Linked DNA regions of Macaca mulatta: region 1 is linked to region 2. The links are chromatin contacts, called in public Hi-C maps. All regions are on one chromosome and are shown on one strand. Each heading gives the region's core, a stretch centred on a gene start, on an enhancer-like site or on the middle of the called end of the contact. The rest is flanking DNA. Distances are from core to core; before and after follow the strand shown.

What was found. A called contact is a pair of places that touch in the nucleus more often than the background predicts.
Region 1: a contact with region 2 is called in a Hi-C map of fetal cortex germinal zone, with 3 times the contacts expected there. The contact joins two enhancer-like sites. A contact is called at or near these places in 4 of 14 Hi-C or Micro-C datasets (cortical neurons, fetal cortex germinal zone, fetal cortical plate and 1 more).

Annotation. Positions count from the first base shown.
Region 1 is chr16:61,996,753-62,001,205 of T2T-MMU8v2.0, forward strand. It overlaps COPZ2 (COPI coat complex subunit zeta 2), which reads left to right. Exons shown (of 9, transcript NM_001266783.2): 9 at 929-1,230. The coding sequence ends at 976. Among named protein-coding and RNA genes, the nearest start is that of MIR152, 12 kb to the left of the region's middle. Within about 2 kb of position 2,134, at least 23 of the 40 cell types and tissues checked have an H3K27ac peak or open chromatin away from gene starts, as enhancers often do. A contact at or near this core is called in fetal cortex germinal zone, where this site is marked.
Region 2 is chr16:61,893,409-61,897,999 of T2T-MMU8v2.0, forward strand. SKAP1 (src kinase associated phosphoprotein 1) reads left to right here. Exons shown (of 15, transcript XR_013406615.1): 14 at 3,546-3,589. It overlaps SNX11 (sorting nexin 11), which reads right to left. Exons shown (of 7, transcript NM_001260785.1): 7 at 3,844-4,591. Among named protein-coding and RNA genes, the nearest start is that of SNX11, 15 kb to the right of the region's middle. Within about 2 kb of position 3,258, at least 8 of the 40 cell types and tissues checked have an H3K27ac peak or open chromatin away from gene starts, as enhancers often do. A contact at or near this core is called in fetal cortex germinal zone, where this site is marked.

The DNA of each region.
Region 1 (4,453 bases), core at 884-3,383, 100 kb after region 2:
TCATGGAGTTATGACAATTCAATGAGCCAATGCATGGCAAGCTCTTAGCAGGGCTCCAAGCAAGTTAACACATGCTGAATAACCATCAGTATTTCTCCAAAGGGAGAAAGAATGAAAACAGCATTTTTAATGGAATTCTGGAGTAAAAACAAAGCAAGCTACAGGTGGCCAATGGGCGATAAAATGAGGACAAAGTTAGATTCCGGCTAGGAGAATCAGGGGAACCCTAAGCCACTGTCCCCAAGAGAGGAGGGAGATTGTGCAGGAGGAGGAGACAGACACAGTGTTCCCTCCTTCTCTAGAAGGGAATGAGGCTGAGTGGCTGAAGGGACAACCTACCTGAGGGACACACCTGGTGTCCTGTCCCCCTCTCCTGCTTTGGCATTGTGCATGCGTGCGTACACTTGTATGGATTTGTGTAAGCACTGGTCTGAGACTTTCCACCAGGCATCCCACCGCAGGGTCTGGCCGGCCACCCTTTGCCAGCTATGCCACATCAGCAGTGGGTTGGGGTGGGGTGTTGAGGACACATTGCCAGTCATGGCCAGAGCTAGGGGTTTGCTGAGGCGTCAGCACAGGGAGTGTCACGCCTCGGCCCCATCTCTGCCTGGACGTGGCACTGTGGGCGGGAACTCTCATGGCATGACAGCGGGGAGACAGGCTGCTGACACACCCACGCTGCAGATGCAGGAGCCAGAGGTCTGGGCAGGCTTGGCCCTGAGGTGGGAGCTGGCTGCAGCCGGTTTCCTCTGCGCTTTCTGACTTGAAGGGTTGGCCGCGTTTAAGCCAAGCGGAGACAAGATGCTGCCACCTAGTGACTGGGGGTTGCAGGGGCGCTTAGGGAAGGTGGGCTGTGGACCTCCCCATGACTGTATGTGGAGGCATTTGACATTCTCAATTCTCTCTCAACCTCCCCACCCCACCCCAGGTTCTTCAGTCTGCCAAGGAACAAATTAAATGGTCCTTATTGAAATGAAGGCTGTGGATTCAAGGCTCCCTGCCCCCCAGACCATTTCCCCAATCCTGGCAAAAGCCCAGAGATCCCACGGTCAGGAGAGACCCCTCTGCATCCCCAGGTCCCTCCCGGAACTGATTCCTAAGGTCTCCAGCCAGAGATTCTGAGATGCAAAGGTTTGGCCTCAGGAGAGTCACCTCTTCTCACTGCCTTGGCCTTAACTCATACCTTAGGCATTCCTGGCCCCAGGGCCCTAATAAACCTGCTTTTGTCTTCTGCCAAGGGTCTCCTTCTCTCTTGGCCTAGGAAGTGTGTGTGTGTGTGTGTGTGTGTGTGTGTGTGTGTGTGTGTGTGTGTGTGTGTGTGTGTGTGTGTGTGTGTGTGTGTGTGTGTGTGTGTGTGTGTGTGTGTGTGTGTGTGTGTGTGTGTGTGTGTGTGTGTTTTCAGATAAAGGCCCCTGCACTTCCTGTGGCTCGTCGTGGGGATATCCAGTACCACGGTGGGGCATGTCCCTGTGGTTGTGTGACTGGGGAGAGATGTGGGACAAGGGAAAGGGTACTATTTAACACCAGGGGGAGGGGGATGCGACGCTGATACCACGGAGCCCCATGTGTGGCGCATACTGCCAGGTAGGGGAGAGCAAAGGATGGTACCCCTATTTTGCGATGCAGTACAGATATGGCGGCTCCGCTGGGGATTCCTTGAGTCATTTTTTCCATTCCCAGCCTCCAGAAGGGAAGGGAGTAAGGCTTCCTCTGAACAAACCGAGAAACAGCACGGCTATTTTTCTTGGCATGCCTGGAACCGTAGAATTCCATCCTGGCATACATCCTGGGCACTACAGCTCTCTGCAAGCTTTCGGGTGGTGGGGGCAAGGAAGCATCGCCAGCCCCCACCGTGCACGTGTCCTGAGCACCCTGTGCGCTGCAGAGGGTGTGAAGAATTGCAGGTCGGGAGGGAGAGGAGGGTGGAAGGGTGTCCCAGGGACAAACGGGAAGAGTGGAGATTGTATAGCCTTTCTGGGCGACACGACTTCCCTTCTCTGTCGCCGTCCCAGAACCTCTGTTTTCTCCCTTCCATTCTCTGACGCGTACACTTTCTGCGTCCCTGTAAATCCATCCCTGAGCCTGTCTAGCGTTGCGTCCCGGGACAGCTCGTTTCCCTCGATCCTTTGCGGACTGCAGCTGGTGGCTCACGCTCCACCCTGGCCCCGCCCCTCGCGTGCGCTGAGCACTGTGGGAAGCCCCGCCCCAGGAAAGCATCCGCGATCTTATAGTGCCACCTGCAGGGACAGGCGGGAAACGCGCTCCCGCCGGGGCCGCCCCGCTGACTAACTCCGCCCCCAGGGCGGGCCAGACTCCAGCTCCTGGGCGTTACTCATTGGTTTCCGACACCGGCGACAGGACGTTGCCCTAGCAACCTGCACGCGTGACCCATCCTGCTAGTTCCGCGCCAGCGTGGGCACAGGAATTTCAGCGAGGGAGGGAAAGTGGCGAGACGTGGACGTTAATAGAAGTTGTCCCTGCGGTTTTCAAGTCCTACATTATAAAACTGTTTAAGATTGAACATTTATAACGGGCTTGACTACTTCTACAATTAGAGAAAATGATACAGTCATGTAAACATTTACATTGTAAGCGCTGGGTGCATAATCCATCCGAGTAAATAATGCAAAATGGCAACTCTTGGAAGGGGAGAAAAAAAGAGTATTCGGTTAAATTCCGTGGAGTTCAGGGGCTACTATGGCGACAAGAAAGGAGACATTTTCTAGAAGTATTTTGGCAAATACGCGGCCACACCCAGGGCTTGGCTCCCTCCACCACCCTTAAGCGACCGCAAGGAGGGACTGGGAAATGCGCTTCCTAGCAACGCGGTCGCGCCTGCCTCGGCCCTGCCATTCCAATGTAGCAGGGACGGGAATGGAAAGGGACAGGCAGGAGCCGGGCACTTCACACAAACTAGCTCACCGAATCCTGTGAATTACGCCATGCTCTCCCCATTTTACGGAGGGGAACACCGAGGCTCAGGTTGAAGTGTTTGGTGCAGTTTCCGCAGAGCGGGGCTCCGGATTGGGGAACTGCTGGGGACAGGTGGCTTTCTCGCGCATCCCTGCCCTAGGCTCATCCGAACCCCTGGCTCACACAGGAACCGTACTGGGTTAAAAGGAAGGAGCTGAGGGTGCATGGCAATGACGAGAGGCGACCAGAAAGGTGTCCTCGTCCGCGATGGCTGAGGGATTGCTGGGAGCGGCGCTGCTCCGAAGCAGCCGACGGACCCACGCCGCAGCGGAGAGGACAGCGCAGAGCGGGCTGCGCAGCACTGCCAGAGGAGCCGGGAGGGCCGGCAGGGAAGGGCGCTACCCCTTCCCGAGGACCCCGAGTTTGCAGGCCCAGCTTTCTGGGGGCTGAGGCAGAGACCCCGCTGGGGGTGGAGGGCCGCCGGCTGCTGTGCCCCCAGCTCCCACGTGGCGCCCGCAGCCCAGCAGAGCCGCCAGGATGACGAGCCTGGCCTGCCGCCCAGAGTCCTGCCCTCTGGCACCGGCTTCCTCCAGACGGCCTCATTAGCGCTGCCACAGGCCGGAGTCGGCGGGCGCGGAGGGGAGCGCGGGGGCCTGGTTTTCGGGAAGGGCGGCCGGCGGTTCCGGGTGGGAGGGCAGCCAGGGCCTGCCTTCCAGTCTCCTGCCATCCCTAGGGTCCCTCTGCATCTTTCTGCATTCCTCCACCCTCTTGCCCTCGTGGGCTATCCTGCCGGCCCCAAGTGTATAAGGGAAGGGGGCCTCAGGGTCTCTTCTTTCCTCCAGCAGAATGGGCACCAGGACACGTCTGAAACCCAGAACCCAGGAGCCAGGGCCCAGCCAGACGGCACGCACAGAAACACCGGCCCCTGGGCTCTGGCGCGGAATAGGACGCCAGCAACACGCAGACCCAACCCGGGGCGCAGAGGTAGCGCGGCCTGGCCCTGGGATCCCTTTTATACCACTTAGAGCCTCGCACGCCCCCTGCCTTCCGGCTATTGGCTGGCAGGAAGGCGGGGCTCGTCGGGTTGGCTGGCATCCAGGCGGTGATGGATGGCTCCCCGCTGGCGGGACCGCAGCCGGGCTGGGCGCTTTGCAGGACTGCAAAGATTGGCGGGGGTGGGGCCAGCTAGGCCTGGGTGTGGGTTGTAGGGGGGCGATGAGCAGGACACCGCCTGAGGCTCAAATTTTCTGTGCTCTTAACCACCCTTTGAAACTTTGCTGTATAGCGAAAAAAAACCCAAAAAACCAAAAAACCTTACCTCTAAATTCCTGCTAGATACCCTTTAACTTTGGAGGCCGATGCAGGTAATGTTGAATAATTTACCCAAAACAGTCTGGGCACAACCTTACAGACCTCCATTTCCTTCCAATTTGGGTCTCATTCATTCAATAATATTTGTTTGTTGATTCATTCTTTCAAATATTTGAGTGTTTGCCATGAGCCAGGCACTGGGGAAAGAAAGTGAGGGAGAGACTGACTA
Region 2 (4,591 bases), core at 2,008-4,507:
TGGCTGGTGGCTTCCCATAATCCAGAGATTCCAGAAACATCTTGTGTTCCTACCCTTCCAGGGGGAAAAAACCTTATAGACTTACCAGTAGTCTCCTAATTCTCACACCCTAGCTTTACCACCTCTGTTTATTATCTGTGCCCCTTTGGCTACCATGAAAGTATCCCTTCGCTTTTTTTCCTTCTCCTTTGCTTGTGAAAATAGACCAGATCTCCCCTGAACAAGAGAAAAGTAATTATTCACTCTGCTTGAGTCAGGAGCACTCTGTCTCCTAGGAAGTGTAGTTCTTGTTAACATTTTGAGCATAAGTTGTCTGTGTTTATTATATCGAGATTTGAGGTGTCCAGCTTTCCAACTCCAAATCCAGTCATGGCTAAAATAGAAGTGTTTTTTCCCCACTGAGAAGTCATATCTCTAATAAGGCCAGACACAGTGGCCAACACCTGTAATCTCAGCACTTTGGGAGGCCAAGGAGGGCAGATACCCGAGGTCAGGAGTTTGAGACCAGCCTGGCCAACATGGTGAAACCTCATCTCTAAAAAAAATACAAAAATTAGCCAGGCGTGGTGGCAGACACCTGTAGTCCCAGCTACTTAGAAGGCTGAGGCAGGAGAATCACTTGAACCCGGGAGGTGGAGCTTGCAGTGAGCCAAGATCACGCCACTGCACTCCAGCCTGGGCAACAGAGCGAGACTCCATCTCCAAAAAAAAAGTATAGTGGCTAAGAACAGGAAAGGGGGAACTCATCGACAGTTTAAAGAAAGGTACTTTAAACCAGACTCTGAGCCTTTTACAGAACTGAGTCCTGCTGGCAGAGGGCCGCCCCTCCAGCTTAGAATCGCTGCCCAGTGCTCCACTAAGGAAGGGGTATGTCGTGCTGCAATGGTTATCTGTTTGGCTTTAGCTGCTTCTCAGCTGGCTGCTCATACGTAAATCCACAGATGCCACTCCAGCCTCTGATTTAATGCTCCTGCAGCCTCAGTGAGGCAGGCCGGGAGCTGGTCTATTCCCCTTTCTACCCCCAACCCCTCCTCACATCAAATCCTTCCAATTCTCACACCACTGTCCACCCCACCCCTAGGGTGTTAAGGATATTCTGCAAGAGCTGAGGCATATAAACAAATTCACATACATGGAACTAACTTAATGCCCAATCAGATTGTTAAAAAGTCATGATCAGGCCGGGCGCCGTGACTCACGCTTGTAATCCTAGTACTTTGGGAGGCCGAAGCAAGCGGATTACTTGAGGTCAGGAGTTTGAGACCAGCCTGGCCAACATGGTGAAACCCCATCTATAATAACAATACAAAAATTAGCCAGGCGTGGTGGCAGATGCCTGTAATCCCAGTTATTCAGGAGGCTGAGGAAAGAGAATCACTTGAACCTGGGAGACAGAAGTTGCAGTGAACTGAGATCACACCACTGCACTCCAGACTGGGTTACAGAGCAAGACTCCATCTCAAAAGAAAAAAAAGTCATGATCACCTCCCAAGCAAAGCTAACAGAGAGGATAGGAGGTACCCTGGACTCGGTCATATGGATCTAAGGCCTTAGCATGAGAAAACTAAGGACTGTGAAAGAGCTCTGATTTGTGAGGACAATTCTGAAAAGCCCTGCAGGGTTGCTTTTTTTTTTTTCCTTGAATGTAGTGGTAGACTTTTTCTTTTTTGGGGTGGCAGGGGACTTGTCTCACAGAGCTCGGAAAGTATCTCTCATGTGAACATACTCCACCATCATCTAAAAACATGCTTTTTAAAAAACCACACTTGGATGGGCACAGTGGCTCACGCCTGTAATCCAAGCACTTTGGGAGGCCGAGGCAGGTGGATCACTTGAGGTCAGGAGTTCGAGACCAGTCTGGCCAACATGATGAAACACAGTCTCTACTAAAAATACAAAAATTGCCAAGCATAGTGGCTCACACCTGTAATCCCAGCACTTTGGGAGAGTGACGTAGATGGATCATGAGGTCAGGAGATCGAGACCATCCTGGCCAACATGGTGAAACCCCATCTCTACTAAAAATACAAAAATTAGCTGGACGTGGTGGCATGCGCCTGTAGTCCCAGCTACTTGGGAGCCTGAGGCAGGAGAATCGCTTGAACCCGGGAGGCGGAGGTTGCAGTGAGCCAAGATGGCGCCACTGCACTTTAGTCTGGCAACAGAGCGAGACTCCATGTCAAAAAATAATAATAATAAATCAATAAAATAAAAATACAAAAATTAGCCGGGTGAGGTGGCAGGCCCATGTAATCCCAGCTACTTGGGAGGCTGAGGCAGGAGAACTGCTTGACCCCAGGAGGTGGAGGTTGTGGTGAGTTGAGATTGTACCACTGCACTCCAGCCTGGGCGGCAAAGGGAGACTCCATCTCAAAAAAAAAAAAAAAAAAAAATTGAGCTCAGTTTCCTCAATGAAAAAAGGAGCATATACCTACCCTACTTTCCTCGCGAGGCACTGAAAAGGGCCAATAAAATTATGCTTATAAAACTTAGTGTTTTAATGGTAAGAAACCCCCCCACACACAAACACATTTCCTCCCACCAAACAAACAATCCCCACAAGCTTGGAATCAGTCATCCTGGGTTATGGATGACTAGATGTGGGCCATGGAGGTATCTGACAGAAGAAAGGTGACTAAATCAGGACAGAACTTGACTCAAAACTAAATTCTAAACATTTTTATCCTACAAACAGTTCAATGAGCCACTACCCCCAGCTAATCCTCCATCTTTCATAGAGGTCATCAGCCACAGTGGCTAGACCTGGGCACACGCAGGAACAGAGCAAAACAGAAGAGGGGCCTATGGCACTATCTGGATGGAGAGAAAAACTCATGTGTGCTATTTTTCTGATGGCCCTAGGCCTGTATTATTAGAAAAGTGCTTTCCTTCCTAGGACTTCTCCTTCTAAGGCCTATACTCAACTAAGAGAGAGACTGAAAGGAGATGGTGCCTGGCCTTAGATTAACTGAGGTGCTGTTGTATGCACGCTGCTAATGGATCATTAAAAAAGCTGGGAGTCAGAAAAATCACATCCATGTCTTTGAATGGCTCCTGCTGTCCCAGCAGCCTAGCCTGCTGGCAGAACTAGCTGCTGAGCACCAACTCCAGGAAGAAAAGGAGCAAATAGAAGAAGTCCAACCCAGCTTGCTGTTTTTTGGCTGAGTAGGGAATTGACACAGACCACCTCCGGCTCCTGTCTGGAAGTATGGAGATCAGAGAGCTTCAGGCACAGCTGGGTTCACAGCTGCACCATTTGGAGCACTGGGCTCATTAATATTCATGAGCCATCCCCACCAATCGGCAAAGCGGATGCCATTAGCTTAGCATCTGTCGGGTTTTTGTGAGGGTTGCGCGTGGAGTTTTTTTCCCCTTTTAAATGAACTTCTTCTGACATTTTGGATTTGCCTCTGTAGGTTTTCTATCCTCGCCTTGCTCTGCTGCATCATATAAAGGAGAGACCCAGGGGAGGCGGGCAGGAAAGAGGGATGAATACCAGCCAGGGCTTTGCATCTGCCTGTTGACAAACTTTATTTCTCTTTCAGCACCTGGCACCTCAGACAGGCTGCGAGGATGGAAGCAGCATCAGGTAAATTATACCTAACAAGGTTCATGCCCAGAACTGTGAGAAGAGTTGGATCCCAGCTCTTTGGAAGACAATCCTTCCTCCAGTGGTGAAGTTGAGCTGCACACACAATGCAGGAGGGCTACAGAGCACAGTTCTAAACCATTATTTCCATGCTGATAAATTCATGATTTATGAAAGGAACTACTGCCAGCCCTCACTCCCTCCCTCTCTGCTACAGCTTGTTAGACACAAATTGCCAACAACAATCTTAAATACTTGCATTTTATTTCAGGCCAAAGCCCCTCCACTCTGAACTAAATGCCATGACAGTCCCACAGCATAGGCTGGTAGTAAAAGAGCCCACAGACAGGGTAGGATAGTGAGAGGAGGGAGGAGTGGGTGAGAGGCAGGGGAAGAATCACACAAGCAAACCTAAGAGTAAAGCAATGCAGAATGCCTGTGGCACTCGGCTCCTACCAGCTCTGGCTCTCAGTGGAGATGAAGAATGGCAGCAGGAGGCGAGAATGCCTCATTGTCTGAAGGAGAGCGTGTTGTTCCTCATCTCCATCCCCAGAGCCCTCTCTTTCAGGCAGGCAGAAACAAAGCCCTCGCACCCCCACTGGACTGCTCAATACAGCAGAGATGCTCGCGGTGGAAGCCCTGGAGGCAGGGAGCTGTTACCAAAGGAGAAGAAAAGGATTCAAAAAAGAAAGGAGCCCACTCTAACCCTGCAGAAAAGATAGCCACGTCTCCGCTTTATAACCAGAAGAGACAGTGACAGCCCCGACAGTCTTTTCCAAAATAAAGGCTCCTGGCTGTTGTTGTTTCTTCTGGCTGTGGCCAGCCACTTCTCTCTCAGGCATGACCATGAGCTGTTGTGCAGGTCTCAGGCTCCACTCAGCCAGGCTAAGGTCTCGGGACATAAATCCCCAGCAGCAGAAGTCACAGCACCAGTTCCATTCAGTGGTATCATTGAAAGAAAAAGCAAGAAGGTGGGAGAGTAAATATTCATCCCACTGTCCA